2 separate regions of the Pan troglodytes genome follow, and region 2 is linked to region 1. A link is a contact called in public Hi-C data. All regions are on one chromosome and are shown on one strand. Each heading gives the region's core, a stretch centred on a gene start, on an enhancer-like site or on the middle of the called end of the contact. The rest is flanking DNA. Distances are from core to core; before and after follow the strand shown. Region 1 has its middle 110 kb from the start of CDH11. Region 2 overlaps LOC129137353 (a long non-coding RNA gene).

The links. Hi-C and Micro-C count contacts between places; a contact is called where the count stands out from the background.
Region 2: a Hi-C map of stem cell-derived neural progenitor cells shows a contact between it and region 1, with 6 times the contacts expected there. The contact joins two enhancer-like sites. A contact is called at or near these places in 1 of 7 Hi-C or Micro-C datasets (stem cell-derived neural progenitor cells) and 1 of 1 datasets of contacts at active chromatin or transcription factors (stem cell-derived excitatory neurons).

Annotation. Positions count from the first base shown.
Region 1 is chr18:63,151,739-63,154,940 of NHGRI_mPanTro3-v2.0_pri, forward strand. No RefSeq gene overlaps it. Among named protein-coding and RNA genes, the nearest start is that of CDH11, 110 kb to the left of the region's middle. Within about 2 kb of position 1,698, at least 12 of the 24 cell types and tissues checked have an H3K27ac peak or open chromatin away from gene starts, as enhancers often do. A contact at or near this core is called in stem cell-derived neural progenitor cells, where this site is marked.
Region 2 is chr18:63,582,911-63,586,112 of NHGRI_mPanTro3-v2.0_pri, forward strand. All of the region lies in intron 3 of LOC129137353 (a long non-coding RNA gene), which reads right to left. Among named protein-coding and RNA genes, the nearest start is that of CDH11, 550 kb to the left of the region's middle. Within about 2 kb of position 1,476, at least 6 of the 24 cell types and tissues checked have an H3K27ac peak or open chromatin away from gene starts, as enhancers often do. A contact at or near this core is called in stem cell-derived neural progenitor cells, where this site is marked.

The DNA.
Region 1 (3,202 bases), core at 448-2,947:
CATTCCTTTTGTACTAGGCTGGATTTCAGTTTTTCACAGAGGTTCGAATTCCAGAGCCCACTGGCCAACTCTAAAACTTGGAATCAGAGATTACATTTAAGGAACTTCAGTAGCTGGAGCCTCAGAGTGCTTCTCGTATTGGCCACAACTCTGTCCCTTTGTTTTGTAACTTTTTTTCCTTTGTCCTATTGGAAGAAGACCAGGCTCCCTGCAGCTAGGGTTGGGCAGTTAATATTTCTGTTCTGGTGTCTGCACCTACGTATTTGTAGGAAAAACAATTCCAGGATTAACGAAAAGAAGGTCAGTCCTTCTCTTCTCTGCCAACATATTAGGCTCTAGCGCTCAGAGCCCAGCCTGGCAAATGTGCTCATGAGATGCTACAGGATCCTCGCTCCTGAGAACACATCTGCATCCCCATCCCCAGGAAATCCAGACACCCCGCAAAACCATCGACGTCTGCTGCAAGCCCAAGTGATGAGGAAATTGATCCGTCCTCTAGCCAGATTAATTATGGTAGCTTCCCTGTGATTAAAACGAAAACTTACTGCCTCATATTAAACCGATAGCCATGATTAGAAGAAGAAAATAAGAAAAGATTTCAGAGCGATCGTAGCACGATTTCTTTAGGGGGAGACGAAGGGGGAAGACTTTAGTGAAATCTATACCCTCATACAGCCGGGTTTCAAGAACAACCCCCCACTCCCATCCCTTAGGGATAACCCGTCGTCATGCAGGGATGGTATTAAATAATTAAAAGATGCGATTTCTTAATAGCAGTGTGATGGCCCATGAAATTCCTACTGCATTATCAGCAAAAGCAACAGGGCTTCTTCTAGCACCTAGAAAACCTTTCACCCGGGAGAGGCAGGCGCGGGGAGCCCCGGGCGAAAGCAGGGCCTCGGCAAAAAAACGGACAAGGAAGCCGGACCCGCAAGCCTCCCCCAACCCCACTTTCTCTGGGGACTCCGCTTCACAGCGTGAGGCGGGCCCTCCTACAGTTCCTCCAGGTTGGGGAGGGGGGAGAAGGGAGCTCTCCTCGCCGTCCTCCCCATCCGGCCGGCTTCTCAGTGCTTCCCACCTCCCGGCTCGCGTTCCGGGGCAGAGCGCAGGGAGGGAGGCCGTGCGTGCCGGGGGCTAGAGAGGCTTGGCGCGCTCCGAGGAGCGGCGCAGGTTTCGGGAAGGTTTGGTTCTCAAAGTTAACGTTGACCCTGGCAGCTTTCGCCAATCCCAAGCCAGAGGCGAGCCCGAGTCTGGGCCGCTCATGGACCTACTCCTGCGCTGGTGGGAGCTTACAAACGGGCGCCAGAGCTCCCGCAGAGACTCGGGCTGGAGGGCTGTAGCGCACCGCAGCCTGCTGCCCCAGAACCACAGTCGGCGGCCCCAAACCCACGCTATTAAAGTGCGGGCAATCTCCTTCCGGAGCTGGGGTCTTTCCGTTTTCCCGGGCTTACCCGGCAGTCTCGACTGCAGGGACTAAGCCCCGGGGAGCTTTCGGCAGGGATCCGGGAGGATGGAGTAAGAACCCCGCAGAGCGCGGTCATGTCGCCGCTTTGGGGAAGCGGCGCAGGGCTGGCGGGCACCGCGCCGTGGGCGACTTTCCCCAGAGATATGACCGGGGACAGTCGGCGTGTCCGGAGGTCTGCTCTGCAGTCTCTTGCCCCAGCCAGGTACAAACCCCCTCTGCTGTGGCCTCGGCGCAGACCCCAGAGGAGGCCGGAGCCAGGGAGAGTCGTGGAGCGCACATCTGAAGCCTCCGTCCCCTGCTTTGCCCGCGCCCACAGCTGGCTCCCTTCTCCCTTTCTGATTTTTAAACAAATCTCTCCCTCCCTTTTGCTTTGCGTTAGTGAAGCCTTCTCGACTCAGATACCACCGTCCCCCCCACCACCCCGCCCCGCCAAGACATTCTCTTCCTGAGAAAATCCTGCCCCCCACTCCAAGAAGCCCCAACCAGGCGAGAGGAAGGGACTGGCGGCGCACCTCACCTGGGGCCCTTGAGGGTGGACGCAAACTCCGAGCCGCCAGTCCCTGGCGCAGGGTAAGCGCTGCGGTGTCAGTCCCGGCCCCAGTCCCGGTCCCATTCACAAGTCAGCGGCGGCTGCGAGCGGCCCCCGCGGCATCTGCTCCTCGGCCCGCGACGCTCCCCTCAGCTGGCGGCGGCCGCGGAATGAGCCGCCGAGCGCGCTAGTGGCAGGAATGAGAAACCGGGGGGAGGTGGCGGGCGGGCAGGCGGGTGCGGGGCGTGGGGGGCGGGAGGAGGGAGGCTGCCGCTGTGAGGGAAGGAAAGGGCGGGGGCTGAGAGAAGCCGAGGCTGCGAGAGGCAGCGAGATGGGCCTCGCAGAGGCTGCGGGGGCCGACCCCGTCCGCGCGCCTCCCCCCAGGGGCCCAGAGATGCTAACCCCCGGATTCGTGGCCGCCCCTCCCGCCGCGTGGCGCGGCGCTCCGACTCCCTCAGGGCTCAGATGGAGTCTGGAGCGACTGAAGTTGGGCTCCAGGGACGCACAGCCAATCAGGGAGGGCGGCGGAGGGAAGCTGGAGAGGGGTTGGGAGCCCCCATTTTCCTCCTTCCCCCAAATCCGCTCCAGCTGGTCAGGCTGGGCTCTTGCCTGGCGGGCCGGGATGGTGGTTGGGGAAGGTATCGTCCAAGTGAGGGAAGCAATTGGGAATTCGGGAGCGCGTTCTATTCTTTCTCATTCCACCACCCCACCTTCCAAAAATCCCTCAACGTTGGCGGCTCCTGCCCAGCCCCCACCCCTCTCAATCTCCCATCCCTTGCAAACTCTTCTGGTGGCTCTGGTGGTGAAGTCGGGCGGGGAGGGAGACTTAGGACTTGGGAAGAGCCCAGTCTCCGTTCTCTCTCAGCTCTCCTCTCATCTAGTGCCCCCCACGCAACGCCTCGGAGAGGGGTGCGCGGGGAGCGCTTCGCCGGGGTCGGCCTCGCTCCAGCTTTTGGGAGGGTGCCTTGGCCCCTACCCCAGCCAGGTATCAGTGGCCCCCGCCGGTAGTGTCACTTGTTGCCACCCCCTCGCTACAGACCCGCCAGGGCCCGGTGGAGTGTGCGTTTCTACGGGAGAAAGGGCCTAATGGGGCGCAGCGCCGGAGTCCTAGCTCCTTCCTCCGCTGTTCCCCTCACTGAGGACTCGCTACCGTGAGGGTTCCCCGGGCCTGCTTCCTGCCCTCCCTCCCCGAGTCGCCGGGAGAAAGG
Region 2 (3,202 bases), core at 226-2,725, 430 kb after region 1:
TGCTGCATGTTAGGGATGCGTGGAGCATGTTGCATGCATTATTTCCATTAATTTTGACCATTGGCACTCTGATATTGATATGATTCCACCCATTTCACAGGGGAGAAAAAGGAGGCTTAAGCAAGAATGCCAGGATTCAAGTACAGAAGAATTCAACTGCAGAACCAAAGCTCATAAACCCTAGATATGTATCTTGTTAATTCAGAAGCTTTAACTGAGGATATTCAAGATGGCCTGCACTGTGCTGGCCTAGCTATCATGGATAGAGGGTTTCCACCCCACAGGACTCTTAGGCTGGCCAGAAAGGTAAGTGAATACAGTTGATACACTGAGGATGGAGAAAGGCAGTGAAAACCACATAAACTTCTCACTCTAGGGGAAACAGAGTAGATCAGAACTCAGAGGAATTTAGGGAGGGTGGCAGAATTTATACAACTGAAGCTCATTTCAAGAAGAGAACACAGCTGCTGAAATACATACATACATACACACACATACATACACATGTATATACATACATGCATTGCGGAGAGAAACACTCAGAGAATTGTTTCAGAGAGGGCTGGGAGGGGTAAGCAGGGCCCGAGCCCCAGGAGCACTCTGGCTGCCTCTGCACAAACTTAGACTTGATTTCTACAGGTGACAGGCAACAAGGTAGTCAGAGCTACATTTTAGAAAGGTCACTCTGGCTGCAGGGGCAACAAGGTTGTGGAGGTGGCAAAAGATGTCAAGAAAAGTCAGTACATTCTATGACAACCCAGGGAAAGGAAAAAAAGGCCAGAACTATAGAAGTGGGCAGTTGGGAATGGAATCAAGAGACGTGTTACAGGTAGAACAAGTAGAAATGTGTTCAGTTTCTTTGCCTCTCTAAAGACTAAAGAGAGGTTAAATTTTCCAGCAGGAAGTTGGAAGGAGCATTGCTCAAACCACTAACCCAACCCCAAATGATATACATTCCTGAGGGTTACAATGCTAACCAGTGGTGTTGGGGGTGGCAGTGAGACTGCACCAGCACACACACACACACACACACTTTCATTTTCTCAGCACGTCTGGAATTTTTGCTCTCCTCTTTGTTTGACTCCAACATCTTTTCCGATGACAAAGAAAACCAAAGATTTTTGAAATCCATTGTTGAGCACAAAGAGAGGCGGAGTAAGAGGGTTGTGGGGGAAAAGTTGGCCGACTCTGAACTTTATACCCTGCCTTGGTACCCAACAATTCGCAGTGGGAGAGAGAGTAGCTTGCCAAAGAGCTCTGTGTGACTGGGCTAAGCTAGAAGAATATGTAAAGTTCAAGATGAAAAGACAGCCCTCATAGCTGAAAACAGAGCTGGGAGCTAACAGAGCTTGGGAAAGGAGACTTCACAAAGAAAAGTGCTTATTTGCAAACTCGTTTCTCTGCAGCAAACGCTCCCAGGACCTCTGGCAAAAGGAATTCCTGGACACAGGCCTTTCCACTGAGCTTTTAGTGATCTGTGGTTAATTACCTCTCGCCAGGCTCTCTTCTACAGCCAAGCCATGGGGCAACCTGCAGAGGCCTGGGGTAGAGGTTTTGCCATTTTAATTCCAACATTCAACAAAGTTAAAGTTTTACAACTGCAGAACCGGGAAGAACCTTACTTCTCCTTCTACTCAGAATTCGTAATTTTTGCTGGAGTGGTGGGTCAGACAATGCAGGGAGAAAGGCCAGGCTGCCTGTGAGACAGCAGCATCTGCTGCCTGCAGGGGGCTGGGGATACCAGCAAGGGGTGTCTCTCCTGCTGTAAGGAAGTCCAGGAGAATCTGACTGTCACTCAGCAAAAAGGGCTGTTCTGGTCTGCCCCAGGGCATTCTTCCAATTGAGCCACAGATTTGCTACCATTGGCCAAATGGACTAAGGCTTCTTCCAGCACTGCATCCTGGACTCGCATGATTTTACATCAAAACAAAACAAGTTTCCTGAAAAGAAGGTGTTTTAGACAGGGTTCTCCAGAGAAACAGAAAAGCATGTCTATTCTATCTATCTAGCTATCTACCTATGTATCAATACTATCAAGAAATTTTTTAAAAATTGGCTCCTGAGGCTACAGGGGACAGCAGGTCTGAAATTTATAAGCCAGGCCAGCACATTCAGGTCAGAGTGGATGTTGCAGTCTTGAGTCCAAATTCCACAGGGCAGCAAGATGGAAACTTAGGCAGGGTTTTTAATTTTGCAGTCTTGAGAATTCATTCATCAGGGAACTTCTGTCTTTGCTTTTAAGTCTTTAACTGATTGGATGAGGCCCACCCACATCTCTTAAAGTCTACTGATTTAAATGTCGATCACACTGTTAAAATACCTTCACAGAAAAATTTAGACTAGCATTTGACCAAACGAGCAGGCACCATAGCCTAACCAAGTTGACACATAAAACTTACCATCATAGAAGGTATTACAACAGTGTGTAAAGCAAGACAAAAGTCTATATATTGTGGAATATATAACTGGCAAAAGATTGAGATTAATACAGGACCATGCATTTTATTGTACTCAAAACCATTTCAGATAACTGAATTTCCTACACACTAGAGAGAATAATGACCCCCCACCTAACTCAAAGATTCCCAGTCCCCTGCCCCACTTGCAGTCCCCACCAACACACCCACTAGAGGCCTATTCCTCCAGGAGTCTGGGGTCCCTATCATCCTCCCTTGGACCTCAGACAGTGGGCAGCACTGACCAGTGACATACACCAAGTGGGGATGTCCTCCAGCCTGGGAGACCCTGTGTGCTAGGGATAAAGTCGCCATCTTCAAATTTTTGTCTTTTCTTCCCTAACTAGGGTTTAACTCAGGCCATTCTACATCTACCTGCACCCCCGCCCCTATTTTCAGCCTTCCCAGATCAAGCTGACATGTATACAGCAATTCTATTTTCATTTCCAAAAGCCAAACACCCGGGTGACTCTTATCTCTGATACATTCTCCCTGTTGCTCTAAGGGGAAAAACAACTCTGGCCCCTGTTGCTCCCTTCCTGTGCTGGCATTAACTCTAATAACTGGAAAAAAAGCAGACATTCGCCAAGAAGACATATGTGTTGCTCTTTCTACAGCAGCCCTTCATTCAACTAATCCTCCACCCTTCCCATTTGAGGAAATTAGGTATGAATCAAAGCTTAGCAATATGAGTTTATATAGAATTTGGGTGCAATTAGGTCCATTTCAGAATTTAACAAAGGTGG